Linked DNA regions of Anser cygnoides: region 2 is linked to region 1. Evidence: chromatin contacts called from public Hi-C data. All regions are on one chromosome and are shown on one strand. Each heading gives the region's core, a stretch centred on a gene start, on an enhancer-like site or on the middle of the called end of the contact. The rest is flanking DNA. Distances are from core to core; before and after follow the strand shown.

Region 1 (7,271 bases), core at 3,022-5,521:
CCATGTCTCCTTGCTCCTCTTGTCCCAGCTGTTCTTCTCTCGACTTCCTGACCTCTTTCAGCACCGGAGAAGCATCTCCACACCAAGCCTGAGTCTCAGCAGTCGGAGGGATCACCAGAAGCCCCACAGCCGACTGAAAGGACACCTGCTTTGGCACTGCCTGCCTCTCCACACGCTGCAGAGGGAGGAGCTGCCCCGGAGATAAAAGGCAACAGCTCCACCTCTGAATACTATAGTTTCATGCGCCACGGCTGCTGAGCCTTCCTGTTCGGACTGCCAGTCCCTCTCCAACCTGCCAGGCTCTGAAGTGTTGTCCTGAAGACTGGAAGCAGCCTCCCTGGTTACCCTGCCCATCGGCTTCTTGGAGAAAGGACAGAAAAAAGAAGCAACTACAGGTTTGTTAAGCCTCTGGGAACTGGGGCTTTGCATGCAAATATCAGCTGTCAAATGTGTTTTAATTTCTGTCCCCAGCAGCTTGTAGAAGAAAGCCTGAGAACCTGATCAGGGTTGTACCCCGAAGCCTTGAAACCAGAAATCAAGTAAGATATGGAGTGTTTTTATGTCATGATTTTCAGGACTAATTCACTGTGTGTTGAAAGCCGACCTGTGGTATCATTACCTGTACCTACAGCAAGCATTGTGTCCTTATGGAAATTGAATTGTTAGGGACCCATCTGAACATGATGCTGTCCTCTGAACAAGTTGGATGCCTCCCTATCTTCCCCTAGGCATCTAACTGTGATTGGAATATCTGGGAGAAGGAACCTACTTCCAGAGGCATCTGCAACGTCATCAATTTCACTGATCAAGTTAATTAAAATAGTATTTTGTGACTGAGTTAGACTTCTGTTTTTAGTACTATAATTACAGAATCACAGGATGGCCAAGGTTGGAAGGGACTTCTGGAGATCATCTAGGCCAACCTCCCTGCCGAGCAGGATCACCTAGAGCACATTGCGTATGATGGCATCCAGGCGGGTTTTGAGTATCTCCAGAGAAAGAGACAACCTCCACAACCTCTCTGGGCAACGTGTTCCAGTGCTCTGGCACCCTCTCAGTAAAGTAGTGCCCCCTCATATTCAGCTGGAACTTCCAGTAGAAGTTTTTTAGACCATATATTCAATTTTTTTCTCCCACACTAATACTTACGATAAATTAATTTTTCTCCAAGTGGGTATTATGTATGAGACTGGATTTGATGAACAACAAAGAATACTGAAGTTGGGTGTTACCCAAGTCCAAAACTAATGTGCATTTTTTTTGAATTATGAAATACGTACTTACTAATTATTGTCTGTATTATTTTCAGTGTATATGGCAGTGTACAGTCATGTGAGTTGCACCAAAGCTGACTGCTGCAGCTTCTCCGAACCTGTTTCGTGGGAGAAGGAGCTCAGGTACGTTTGTTTGCTGTTCAAAGGCAATCGAAGGCTTGAATTCAAAGGCATTGCTCAGCATGGCCACGGGAGGGCACTAGAAAGGAGAAAATAGGCAAAAAACCAACGGCATCAGCTCTGCTTGCCGTCAGTAAAAAGAACAAATAAAGGTCCAACAGGTCACAGGCCATTCCTGTATAAAGGGAAAAGCAAAACTGAGAGGTCCTGCCAGCGCCAAGGTGTGAAGCCTGCCAAGCACCAAGGAGCAGAGAAAGGGCTGGAGGTACCCAAAGAATGAGCTGGGGATGTGTCAAGTGGAATGGGGACAGAGACCACGAAGTGGGGCTCTGTGGCTGAGGCTGAGCCCACAGCTAGACAAATGTGCACAAATGACTGGAAAGAGCACGTTCACGCTCCAGAGAAAGGCTACAAAAGAGAAAGAGAGGATGGGGCTAAATAAAGTGACTGGCTTTTTCCAAAGCATGTCTCCAGTATACATCTCATTTCACAGAGACTTGGACTATCTTGATAAAAAGACATCCAGTGGCCCTATCAAACTTTCAGTGTAGGTAAGCAGTAAGAAATATATGTTATACATGTAGATATCCATCTGGAAATCTCAGTTATTTAGCTGAAAACTCAGTGCACCTGAGGAGGAATTGGTAGGTACTTCACACTGCACTGCAATACATTTGTATGTATGTGAAAATCAACTTCCCTGAACCACAATTGTCATTTGCTGGAGAAGATAAACCATTCAGGATGTCAGGCTCCGTCTTTTGAACCTAAAACTTATTTCTAATGTTTATCTTTCAAAATTGAAAGTGTTAACATTTGCTTACATAGCCATCAAATGTAGCCTGTAATAAGACAAAAGCCTGTTCCTGTTTTATTTTATTGCTTCCACAGTGAGTTGTATCTGAGAATAGAATTCAATTTTTCATTGATCTTTTCAGAGTTTTGAAGACAGCTATGTGCTCACTCACCAGACACCAAACAGCACGCATAAGCAGTTGTTGGAACTTGACTTGTGGTCTGCAACCAAACTCTTCATTCTCTCCATCAGTCTGGGCCAGCTTGGTCTACACATGGACATGCTATACTGGAAGATGGCCACTGAATAAACTTGACCAGTGGGTCTGCTGGTTATCCTTAACTTGCTCCCTGTCTCTGGCCAGCTCCAACCATGCCCAAGAGAAGTTGGGGGCACAACTCCCTTCAGTGACTTCATGCACAAAAGTAGTATTGATGAAACTGCTCCTTCCATCGCACATCATCTCCTGTACACCTTACTGGATTCATGGCATAAATCAAACATCTGCAAAACCACACTTAGAAAGCGTCACAGGAGTGGGCTTTATTATCACAGGCATAATTTTAAAAGCTTTGAACTGAAAAATATACGTACAAAGTTAATTATCAAAATAGTAATAAGAATGCCTACCCTCTTGGCTCCAAGTCATAAAGTCATATGGGACCAAGAGGAGCAAATGCAATTTTATTCTGAGCCTCTGAAGCTCACTGTGGTCATATAAGAACAGCAGGATTTGGCCCTCCAGGGTCATCACTGTTATTACTTAGATTATAGTAGCACAGAGCAACACCACAGAGCTGCCACCCGTCTGCTCATGATGGGACTCCCCTGGCCTGAAGAGCTTACAGTCTAAATAAGACCAGGTAGACAAGTGGAGTGAGAAGGAAAGCACTTTTATTAGGCTCAAGAGATTAAGAAACTTGCCCAAGGACACATACAAAGCCTTTGACAGATCCAGGAGTTTAACCTAGATTACAGCATGGCTCCTTGATGGTAAACCTATCTTCTCCCAACTTCTGAGTATCTCTTCAACTGAGATTTAAAGTATACTCTATGTCAGTAAAGCATCACCAAAAACGTTCTCTTATACCATAAGCTTATTTTGACAGCCTTTGCATGAAGAGAGACCACTTTTTTTTGCCAACTAAGTCAGAAGTACACAGATGGATGACCGAAGTTGGTGACAGGTGAAAGCCTTTAATTCGAGAACAGGCTATTGCTTCGCAAGCCTATGCACAGCTATAAAACACACAGTACAAAAATCCACTTGTCAGAAACGTTACTCATTAACATTCTTTCTATATCTAACACGAATGATTTCTTAAAAGTGCCCACGTGAATCTGAGGGGACACTGCCTCCCCCTTGCAAACTGCCCACAAGGTCCCTCAAGGAAGTGATAACCTCTAATGGTAAATAACTCATTTTCCAACACACTTTTTTCACCGAGTCGTTGACCTTTTGTTATCACTGTCAACACAGCTTTGGTGACTTGTTCCGTTTCTTCATAAGGCTCACATACGGACCCGTGTAGAAGAAGGGAATTAACTCAGTCACTCCCGAGGGTCCCGTGCGCCGCCGGTCACTCAGGCGAGGGCTGGGTTCCCCCCGCGCTCAGCCCCGGAGCCCGCCCGGCCCCGCACAGCTCCCCCCGCCCAGCCACCGCCGTTCAGCCCGCACCTCCCTACCTGTAGTAGCGACGGAGTAAAAGCCCAAACCGGCCTCGTCTCCTGGCTCGGAGCCGCCCCTACGAGCCCAGTCCGGCCCCGCAGGGACCGGCTCCCGCTGTCCCCCTCCCCGGGCAGCGCAGCCCCGTCCCCGCCTGCAGTACCTGACCCTGTCCTTCTCCGCCCGCCGGAGCTCCGAGTCCCTCTGCAGCACCTGGAAAATCGTCCTGGCTTCGTCCTCGCTTAAAAAACTGAGATCGGGCCCCCGGCATACCGCGCTCATGGCTCCGCTCATCCCCGGCAGGGGGGCAGCGCCGGCCCCGTGGCAGCGCGGCGCCACATCGGCATGGCCGAGCCGGGGCACCACAGCGCCCGCCCGCCGCAGCCGCTTCCCTCCGGAGGCCACCCCCGGTTCCCTCTGGAGGCGGAGCGGGGCGGGGAGAGGCGGGGAGGCGGCCCCGGGGACGGAGCGGCTCGGCCGGGGCCTTCCCTGGCCTGGCTGGGGCGCTGCGGGTCCGGCCGGGGAGGGCAGGGGGTTGTGTTCGCCCTCCTTGGAGGTTTGTGGGGAAAAGTGGCGGGGAAGCACACCCCTCTCTCCCAGCTGCTGTAGCACAGCAGGTTTTCCCTTTCTTCAGTCTGCTGTCCCAGAGACCCAACCAGCATCACTCATGGCTCAGCTCTGGTCCCTTTTGGAGCCGTCTGGAGCTGGCTCTGATCTGACCTGGGGCAGCTGCTGGGCTCTGCTCACAGAGATCACCCCGGCAGCCCCCCTCTACCAAACCCTTGCCACCTAAACCCATTATATTAGTACTAAAATGCCATTTGAAATAGGTTAGTCAAAGAAGGGCTTTATTCAGGATCAAACCGCAGATGTGATCTGCAAGGAAAAGCAGACACAATTCTTGCTGTGGAAGACTGAGGTGGTGGATAGGGCACCGCGGTATGAGCGGGAGCAGGGCCGAGCTGCGTGCAGACACCTTCCCACCCCGCAGCGGGCTGATGTGGGGCCGCCGAAGAATGCTTCCCCACTAGGAAGTCGTGTTGTGCAAGTGGAAATAAGGACCTTAGAGCACAGCGGGAATGACAGGTTCCAGGAGGCTCTTTATTTTGGTGTAGCTTCTGGCATCACTCGTCTGGCCCAAAGAGGAATTTACCGATTCCTGGTAACGAAACAACAAAAACAAGGCTATGAGACAACTGATGAAGAATGTAATGAAAGCGTGAAGGATTATGCTGCTTAGAAGATGTTGGGAGGAGGTGTTTCCTACAGAAAAAAGACATGAAGGATTTTTAGTAGGGTATAGGACACGCTTCTGGGTAAAGTCCAAACCTGTTATTTCAAAAGATGCAAGAGCCACAGTCATCACTGCTGCATTAGCAGCTTACAGATCTTCTCTCTTTGGGTAAACATCCCGTCCTCCCTGTTCTGTTGTGCTGAGCATAGTGGAGTGACTGTTTCATTACATACTCAGCCATCATACCTGCTTTTTGGCATTTTCTTTTCTGCTTTCAGAAGTTCCCTGTGGGCTGGAAAGGAACTACAGAAAAGGAATATCAGGTCACAAACTTTTTCTGTCATGTGTCCTTCATGGCTATGTTCCAGCAGAAGAAGCTGAGTGCATGGCATTCTCCCTGGGAGTCTCCCAGGCAGAGGATTAGACATCACTCTCCCTTTCTACCTGGCACCTACAGGGTATGGGAAGCAATTGCTCATGGTGCTTTTGCATCACACTGGCAGAGCTGAGAAGGACCATGATAACTTTTCTCTAGATCCATTGCAATGAACTCAATTCAAATCTGGCAGTTTAAAAATAACAGATTTCAGCTAATTGTCTGAAAAGATGTCTGTTACTAGTGTAAGCATTTTTTCAGGGCCACAAGTCAGGGCCTCATCAATGCCCCCTGTTGCCTTAAAAGTCATGTTTTATATATATTTATATATATATATATATATTATTTTTTAATTCTTATGCAAACCTCTAAAAATACATACATACAGAGTACATACAAAGTACATGGGTGTTCTTATGGGTTTACCAAGGAAGTAGTACATGACAGTCTTCATAAAGAAAGGGTCATACCCCCCATAAATTTGCTTACTTTGTAATTGTATATATCCCACAACAAATTAAAGAACTAAATCCATATTTTTAGGTTTCTGTAACTCTTTTCTTCTTTTCTAGCAATCTGACTTTTTTTTTTTTTTTAATTATCAAGTCGTATGTTAGCAAACAATATTTTCAGTGCAGAGGGGAGCAGGGAGAAGATGCTCATTTTGTATACAAGCAATGTATAGTCTTTCAGGTAATAATGAGAAAGAAATAAGTTTTCATTCTCTACTAAGTGATGGGATTATTTAGTAGGGTGTTGAGTAGGTACACTAGGGCCTCCAGAAAGATTCTGCCACACGTCACAGTAGTTATTACTTCATGCCCTCTAAATCCAGAATTTTTAGAGATTTGGGCATAAACTTGGGCATCTGGTAAAAAGACCCTCATTTTACACAGCTTCTTTAGCATGTTATATCACCACTACAAAACATGTATTGGATCATGACTAGAAATGGGTCCTGTTTATGGATTCATTTGTCACATTCTTATTTTGTGAAAAACAACCACCTTTCCATATCTCTTCATTACTCCCTCTCAGTTTAAAGATGATGTCTTTTTCATATACAGATCATGATGGCAAGAAAACACAACCTGCATTCCAGTACTTAGGGACTCTGGCACCTCATGTGCTTTAATTTCTGTTGTATAAACTCAAGACAGGATACAGGCTCTAAAACTTTTTCCATGATTTTAGCTAAGAGCTGTTCCAGGAAGCTACAGAAGTGTTTTCTTTTAAATATGCAGCATTTCTTCTGTTTAGCAACCTGAAACACAGGGCCAAAATAACATATGAGATGCTGCAGACATGAGACATGTCTATTAGTAATGTTAATTGCCAATGCCACTAAAGAGGATGCTGACACATACCTTAATTACAGGGCAAATTCTTCAAAAACTGCACTTTACAAATACTGTTGTACTAATGGGTGGTGTTAACTCCACTTGCTCTCAGTGGAGGATTTCAAAGTGTAGAACTGCAGAAAGCCAGAGGGTCTGTTTCTATAAGCTGATCTGTAGCTGGAGAGTAGAGGGGAATGTGCAGCAGGGTTGGTTGCATCTTATAGCAGTTGGCCTTGAGCCTTGGAAGAACTGTAAGGTCTTGTCTAATCCTGTTGGACTAATTACTGTGTAAATTGTCACGCAGATTAGTGAAGGCTAGTTTAATTAACTCTTTGCGTTAAGTGAAAAAGCCTTCATGGCAATGCAAAGAATAAATATGAAGCGTCCTTCATTTAAAATGTATTAAATCTGCTCATTGTGTTCGAAATAAATATTTCCAACACTAGCCTAGGTCAAAAATAGTTT
Region 2 (7,271 bases), core at 1,580-4,079, 190 kb before region 1:
AAATCCTGTAAGAGCCCTGAAGGCCTGGGGGAACCTCTCCGTGATGGGATCTGCACCACAGACCATGCTCTGACTGGAGCTGTGTGCGATGTTGCACACCTCGGGGTTTCCACCATCTGACAGGACTGTTACTTATCTATACTACCATCTTTCGTTCTTAAGTGAGCTCCAATAAACGGCATTTTAGAGTCATAGATTCATTTAGGTTGGAAAAGACCTTCAAGATCATCGAGTCCAACCATCGCCTAACACTAAGTCCACCACTAAGTCCTGTGCCTAAGCACCACATCCACACGGTTCTTAGATTCTTCCAGGGAAGGTGACTTCCCACCTCCCTGGTGGCCCATCCCAGTGCCTAACCACCCTTCCTATTAAGTAAATCCTTCCTGGCTTCTAATCTAAACCTCCTCTGGTGCAGTTTGAGCTTTTCCCTTGTGTCCTATCGCTTTAATCAATATGTTTGGGAGTCCAAACACCGTTCCAGCTGGGGTGATGTGAACCTGGCCCCAGTGCATGACGTTTGGCATAGTTGGCAGGATCCCAGTGAGCTCTGGCAAAGGGAGAGCGAGGAACAGACAGGGTGCCCAGCTGGCAGGCAGCCACAGCATTCGGCCAGGGTGACCTCCCTGCGGAGTTGGGAAAACGAGAAATTATTAAAATGCCTCACCTCAGATAAATAGTCTCCAAAAAACAGGGAAAAAACTCAGCAAGATTTGCATCGTGCTTGGTTGTTACCAAGATGCTTGAAATGAATATGCCACTGTTTTGCTGTAAGGCAAGAAGAAGTGTGAGAGCTGCAAACACGGCAGCACAGAGGCTCAGAGGCAGCCGGGGCTGGTGTGCCTGGTGCTGGGGTGTGCAGAGCAGGAGGGAAACCTGAGACACCAGGGGGTGGATGGTGGGAGGGAGATCTGCAGGACTTCACGCTCAGGAGTAGGCAGAGGAGTCAGGTGGTGGGATGTGGTAACAGCATTGTTAATCCTTTGGGGATTAACGAAGCACAGAGGGCCCTGGGGGTATTGCAGCACACTGTCTATGTGCTCAGTTACGTGGAGTCATAAAACTGCAGAAATAAACTAGTAGAGGCTGAGACGGTGGTTATAGTGAGAATGGGAGCTTGGAGGAAATAGCACCCATTTGAATCCTCCTGAATTAGCGTGTTTGGGTGCTGTCTTGCAAAACCCTGTAGCTGCCCAGGGGCTGAGGAGCACTGGATCTTCTGTGGAAATTCCACTCCCTGTGAACGTGGCTTTGGGAAGCCTTAAAACTACAGGATCCCTCGCCCTTTCATTGGGACAGTGACGTAGTATCTTGGAAAAGCATAGCTGAGGCTGGTTGGTATGTACTGGAACTAGCCACATGGTGAAGCATGTGTTCTCCAAATTTTGTTAGCGCTGACAGAGAAGCTGTCACCCTGGGAATGAAAACCCATGTGTAAGGCAAGTGTCCCCCTTGCTCTGAAAGGACTGCGAACATCCCTGCAAAGAGCTGCACTCGGAAAAGAGGGCAGAGGTATCACTGTGCTAGTGGGGCAGCATTGTTGGGCTGGAAAGGAGACCTAAAGCACGTGAGCTGCAGAGAAAGGCTCCTCAGAAGGAGCAGTTCCTGGCACTATTCCAGGTGGGAACACCTAGGGAAGAGATGGACGGCAACCTAGCCCCTTACTTGCAGGGTTTGTATAAAGAAGCAAAGGGGAAAGGCCAAGGGATGCTGAAGCTGTGCCTCCTTTGCTTGCCCCCAGGCTGTCTGGCTGGAAGCAGGGCTTGGGAAGGTGTCCTCCATCTCTGTTGTAATAGCAGGAGACAATTGCTGGGGCTGTTGACCCTGTGTCTGCCTTGTAATGCACTGCAGCTGCTGTAATAAGTAACAGGGTATAGCTATTTTAGATGACAAGTCAGAGGTAACCCTAATTTGTGGAAGCTTGTCCCCGTTCCTCCAGAATAAATTAATAAATATTAAAATGAGGAGGGGGAGGCAGTTTAGTTTGTAAAGAAACTGTGTGTGTCCTGGTGTGCAAAAGTAGGTTAACAGCTATCGTATGCAGGTGTCCCTCCTCAGGCTGCAGGAGCTTCTGTCACCCTGCCAGGCCATGCAGACGCAAGCACCAGGCAAGGTGCTACAGTCCTGCTGCATGCCTTCTTTGCTACAGCTGTTGCTGAGAGTCACGGGATCAGCGCTCCTTTTCCTGGGAAGGTCAGCAGCCCACATTCAAGGGTACCCGCACAGGCACGTGATTTCTCATGGGATTGTGCCTCAGTGCTTGGAGGACTGTGGTTTATGCCCAAGGGGCAAAGCTGCCCCACTGCATGGGTGCCATCCTGCTACCTGGGCTTACTGAGTGAGGGAGGTGGAGGCACAGGGTGTCATGGGCGATAAAGAACAGTGGAAAAAATGACAATCCAGCATTCTAAAATTGACATGGTCAGATGATGAGTTTAACGGGTTGCCCAGGGAGGTGATGGAGTCACCGTCCTTGGGGGTGTTCAAGGAAAGGTTGGATGTCGTGCTTAGGGAGATGGTTTAGTGGGTGACATTGGTGGTAGGGGGATGGTTGGACCAGATGGTCTTGGAGGTCTTTTCCAAGCTTAATGACTCTGTGATTTATTTCTATGAGGGCAAAGCCAGGTCCCCACAAAATCAGTGCCTTATAGGGACAAACCATGCATACAGTTATTTGCTTCACAGAAGACCCCACCAGCGCTCCAACGACTGATGGGGCCCCTCAGCCCCCTGAGGCGGGGCGAGGGCAGGGCTGACATGACACCGAGCCCAGCCAATAGCAGGGCCGATCCCGGTCCCGCCTCCGCCGCGCAGACCAATGGGGAGCCGGGAGGGGATCGGGGCGGTGCTGTCCGTGAAGGTGACGGGGCCGGCGGCAAAATGGCGGGCGCAGCGGGGCTGGGCCGGCGGCGCGCGGCGGTGGCCGGGCTGCTGCGGGTGAGGCGCGGGGCGGGGGGGGCGGCGTGAGGTGGGGGGGGGGGGGGCGCTGCTCGGCCCCATCCTGTCACGGCCCTGGCACCGCCGTGCGGCCCCGGGGGCTCACCCAAGGTCATGGCTGTGTCTAAGGAGGAGGAGGAGGAGAAAGAGGAGGAGGAGAAAGAGGAGGAGGAGAAGGAGAAAGAGGAGGAGAAGAGGGAGGAGGAGGAGGGAAGGAAGGAGGAGGTGAGGTAGGCGTAGGCGTAGGGGTAGGGGAGGCAGCCGGGTGTGGCCGCGCTTGGAGAGGCGCTGTGAGGAGAGGAGCTGGGAGGCTGCTCCCCACCCGCCCGGAAAGTCTTTTTTTTTTTTTTTTAAATAAAAGTCTGTCGTTGGCACGGAGCATGGCCGCGGCTAGCAGGAGGCGGCTGCAGCGTTGTCTCCTTTCTTTCCAGTGTGCCGCAAAGGCGAGAGCCGGGCGTGATGTGGTAAGCACGCACGGTGATCCCGTGTGGGGGCAATGCAGGAGAGATCCTGTGAGCACACACGGTGATCTAGCCGGGGGGTGATCCAGGAGAGATCCTGTAAGCACGTGTGGCTTTGGTGCTGTGGGGTTTGGTGCTAACGAAGCCTTTACAGCCCTTGCCCGGTGCAGATGTAGGTCACTTTGAGAGAAATTTCGTTCAAAACTCTGTGTTGGAAACCCCAGCCTGAGCTGGGGGGGGGGGGGGGGGGGGGGGGGGAATAATGTAAAAACAATCGGAAAAATGTGTTTTGTTAGTTGAAGTTTGTCAGATGTCAAGAGAAACATGCAGTGCTTTGAGCTGTCAGTGCAGTACCAGCAGGCGTTGTTTGACTCGTAAGATGGATGGTGCCTTTGTGGCGTCCGGGGGTGGCTTTTACTTTTAATTAGTAATCATTCAGCTCTCATCCAGCGGTCAGAATGTCTTCAGTGTGCTGGAACTTTGTCTGAGTAAATGGCTTGAACTCTGTGTTCTAAACTGCTGGTTTCTGTTGGAAGGTAAACGCTAACGTTTGCAGTAACACCTGCAGGTGTATCTCTGCCTATTGCACTGCTGCTTACGTGGAGCTCCTTGCCGGTGGATTAGCCTGTTCAGGTGTGGTTTCTGTCTTTTCCTTGGTTTCATTGGCATCTCTTGTAGCATTCTGAACTTGTTATTCCCACTTTTGCACATGAAATGCCAATGAAATGATGCTGTAGGTGTAACCTGCCACCATTTAAAAAGCAGAGAAGTTAGTGAAAGCAAGGAACGAACCCAAGTCAAGAGAAGCAGACAGACTGTTGCTGTAGACAGACTAATGCTTCTCAAGATAGGTAGCTCTCTGGTTGTCAGACTGTTTGTAAGCGTACATAGTTAGGCACTGGGACGGGTTGCCCAGGGAGGTGGTGGAGTCACCGTCCCTGGGGGTGTTCAAGGAAAGGTTGGACGTGGTGCTTAGGGACGTGGTTTAGTGGGTGACATTGGTGGTAGGGGGATGGCTGGACCAGATGATCTTGGAGGGCTTTTACAACCATAATGATTCTATAACAGATTTGGCAAAAATAAAATGCTTTTTGTTTTTAAAAGAGTATCTGATTATTTTTTCAGGAGATATTTTCATCACAGATGTTATGGTGAGACTTTGTACTAGACGACATATTAAAAAAGGCATTTTATGATTTTTGTATTTTAGTAGTCTGTGCTTCTTAGACTATTTTTTGCAAAAAAAAATATTTGGAAATGGTACATTACTGAAATGTTGATACGTTGCTTAGTTGATATGGAATTCTGAGGACTTTATTTTTCAGGCTTTGAAGTATACAAGCCGTGGCTATGCATCACAACGTACTTTAAATGTAAGTATAAAGTGCCGTCTGAGCGCAATAAATCACTGTTAAATCTGCTTCTTAACCTCTGAAGTTCAGAACGTTATCACAAGAAACCTGCGTTGTTGACAATGTGTCTGTTGCCCAAGTCATGTTACTGCAAAAATTAGAATAAAGGTCAGATTTCCCATTTTTTTTTGCTTTGCTGACTGTTAGCATGGGACAGAACTGGTTAGAATTGCATCAAGTAACTTAAATTTAATGCAGCTTTCTACCATTTATTGGAGAATACGGATGATGCCAATACAGATGATGCTCTTTGAAATGATTTGTATGCTGTTCCCCCTCCTTTGCTGTTGTAATGTGATTAATACATTAACAATTAACATTATTATCACTTCAGTCAGTCATGGCTCCAAAGAAGGAGATACAGAAACAGTCCAAATATAACTTGTCCTTTTTTTCTGGTTTAAATATTTTCTAGTGTTTTGTTTCTTTGCTTGTCCCTGAATAAAGAAGTCGAGGTGGGACCCTGTGAGGTTTGGTCGGACTTCCATTTAAACCAGCACAGTTGGAGTTTTTGATGATTCTTATCAGTAGCTGTCCAGGGTAACCAGAGATCAGAAACGTGCATCTTTGTGGTGCCAGGTCATCGTGCTGCTCTCACAGGGTTAGCAGGTAGTCATGCTGATGTAACATTAAAGCCAAGAGGCAAAATAAAACAAATCTGTTTCAAGAGACTACTAAGTACAGAGTTGAATGTCGTACCATGTCTTTAACCACTGTTTACACATAAGCAGATCTTTAATCTGATGGAGTTTTAGCAAACCCTGGTAGGATTCTTACTCTTCCAAGGCCCAAGGTGTTACTTCACTAAGCATGGAGTTAATGTTCATATAACTGTAGCGGCTGGAATCAGGGGAGGGAAGCTCCAGTTTATGACAATACTGTCTGTGATGTACAGACCCTGTCAGTACACTAGCGTTAAATTCCCTGACATATGGTAGGACACCTTCATGCATCAGTGCAGTGGGTTTGAGGAGATGACCAGATGGAGGTTGCTTAAGCAGGGTCACCTAGAGCGTGTTTCCCAGGGCAATTTCCAGGTGACTTCTGAGGATCTCCAAGGAGGAGACCCCACAGCCTCTCTGGGCAGCCTGTGCCAGGGCTCCGTCACCCGCCCAGCACAGAAGTGCTGCCTGGTGCTCAGAGGGAGCCTCCTGGGTGCCCGGCTGTGCCCATGGCCTCCTGTCCTGGCACTGGGCACCACTGAGCAGAGCCTGGCTCCGGCCTCTCTGCGCCCTCCCTTCAGGGATTGAGGGACACGGATGAGATCCCCCTGAGCCTCCTCTTCTCCAGGCTGAGCAGCCCCAGCTCTCCCAGCCTCTCCTCACAGCAGAGATGCTCCAGTGCCTTCATCATCCTGGTGGCCCTGCCTTGGGCTCTCTCCAGTATGCCCAGGTCCCTCTGGTACTGGGGAGCCCAGAACTGGACCCAGCACTGCTGGCGTGGCCCCACCAGTGCTGAGGAGAAGGGAAGGATCACCTCCCTTGACCTGCTGGCAACACTTTGCCTGATGCAGCCCAGGTTGTCCTCAGCCTTCTTAGCAGCAAGGGCACATTGTTGCCTCAGGTTCAAGCTGGTGTCCACCAGGACCCCCAGGTCCTTTTCTGCAGAGCTGCTCTCCAGCTGGGTGGCCCCTAGCATGTCCCAGTGCCTGGGCTTGTTCCTCCTCAGGGCCAGGGCCCTGCGCTTCTCCTCACTGAACTCCACGGGGTCCTGTCTGCCCATTTCTCCGCCTGTTGGGGTCCCTGTGGATGGCACGTGGCCCTCTGCTGTGTCAGCCATCCCCAGCTTTGTGCCATCTGCAGATGTGCTGAGGGTGCGCCCTGCCCGTCATCCAGCTCGTTAGTAAAGGGGTTAAGCAGGATCACACCCAGCTCTGACCCCTGGGGATCTCCACTGGTTACTGGCCTCCAGGTACACTTTGTGCTGCTGGTCACAGCTCTCTGGGCCTGGCTGCTCTGCCCGTTTTTGAGCCACCTCGCTGTTCAGCCCATACGCTCCTGATTTGTCTGTGGGGATCTTATTGGGGACAGTGTCCAAGGGCTCCCTGAAGTTCAGGTAGACGATATCCCCTGCTCCCCTCATCCATCAGGCTGGGCACTTCATTGTAAAGGTTCATCAGGCTGGCTAAGGATGACTCCCACTTGAGGAATCTGTGCTGCCTCCCCCTGATAATTTTTGTCATTCGTGTGCCCGGAAATGGTTTCCAGGGTTAGCTGCTTCCCAGGTGTCCAGCTGAAGCTACTGGCCTGTAGCTCCTGGGGCCTCCTTGAAGATGGGAGTGATGCTTGCTTTCCTCCCGTCCTTGGGCACCTCTCCCAGTTGCTGTGACTGCCCAAAGGTTGGGAGTGGCCTTACAGTGACACCTGCCAGCTCGCTCAGCGCTTGTGGGTGCGTCCCGCCAGGTCCTAAGAACCCACACATGGCCAGTTTGCTCGGGTGTTCCCTCACCCGATTCTGTTCC

Evidence for each region. Hi-C and Micro-C count contacts between places; a contact is called where the count stands out from the background.
Region 2: a contact with region 1 is called in a Hi-C map of liver, with 4 times the contacts expected there. The contact joins the promoter of ACAT1 here to the promoter of EXPH5 in region 1. A contact is called at or near these places in 2 of 7 Hi-C or Micro-C datasets (both in liver).

What each region holds. Positions count from the first base shown.
Region 1 is chr1:194,865,185-194,872,455 of Taihu_goose_T2T_genome, reverse strand. It overlaps EXPH5 (exophilin 5), which reads right to left and starts at 4,271. Exons shown (of 6, transcript XM_048047052.2): 1 at 4,020-4,271. The coding sequence starts at 4,150. LOC125179894 (a long non-coding RNA gene) reads left to right here and starts at 261. Exons shown (of 4, transcript XR_007157929.2): 1 at 261-395; 2 at 475-539; 3 at 1,310-1,397; 4 at 2,333-2,697.
Region 2 is chr1:195,056,377-195,063,647 of Taihu_goose_T2T_genome, reverse strand. ACAT1 (acetyl-CoA acetyltransferase 1) reads left to right here and starts at 2,829. Exons shown (of 12, transcript XM_066989828.1): 1 at 2,829-2,937; 2 at 4,724-4,771. The coding sequence starts at 2,881.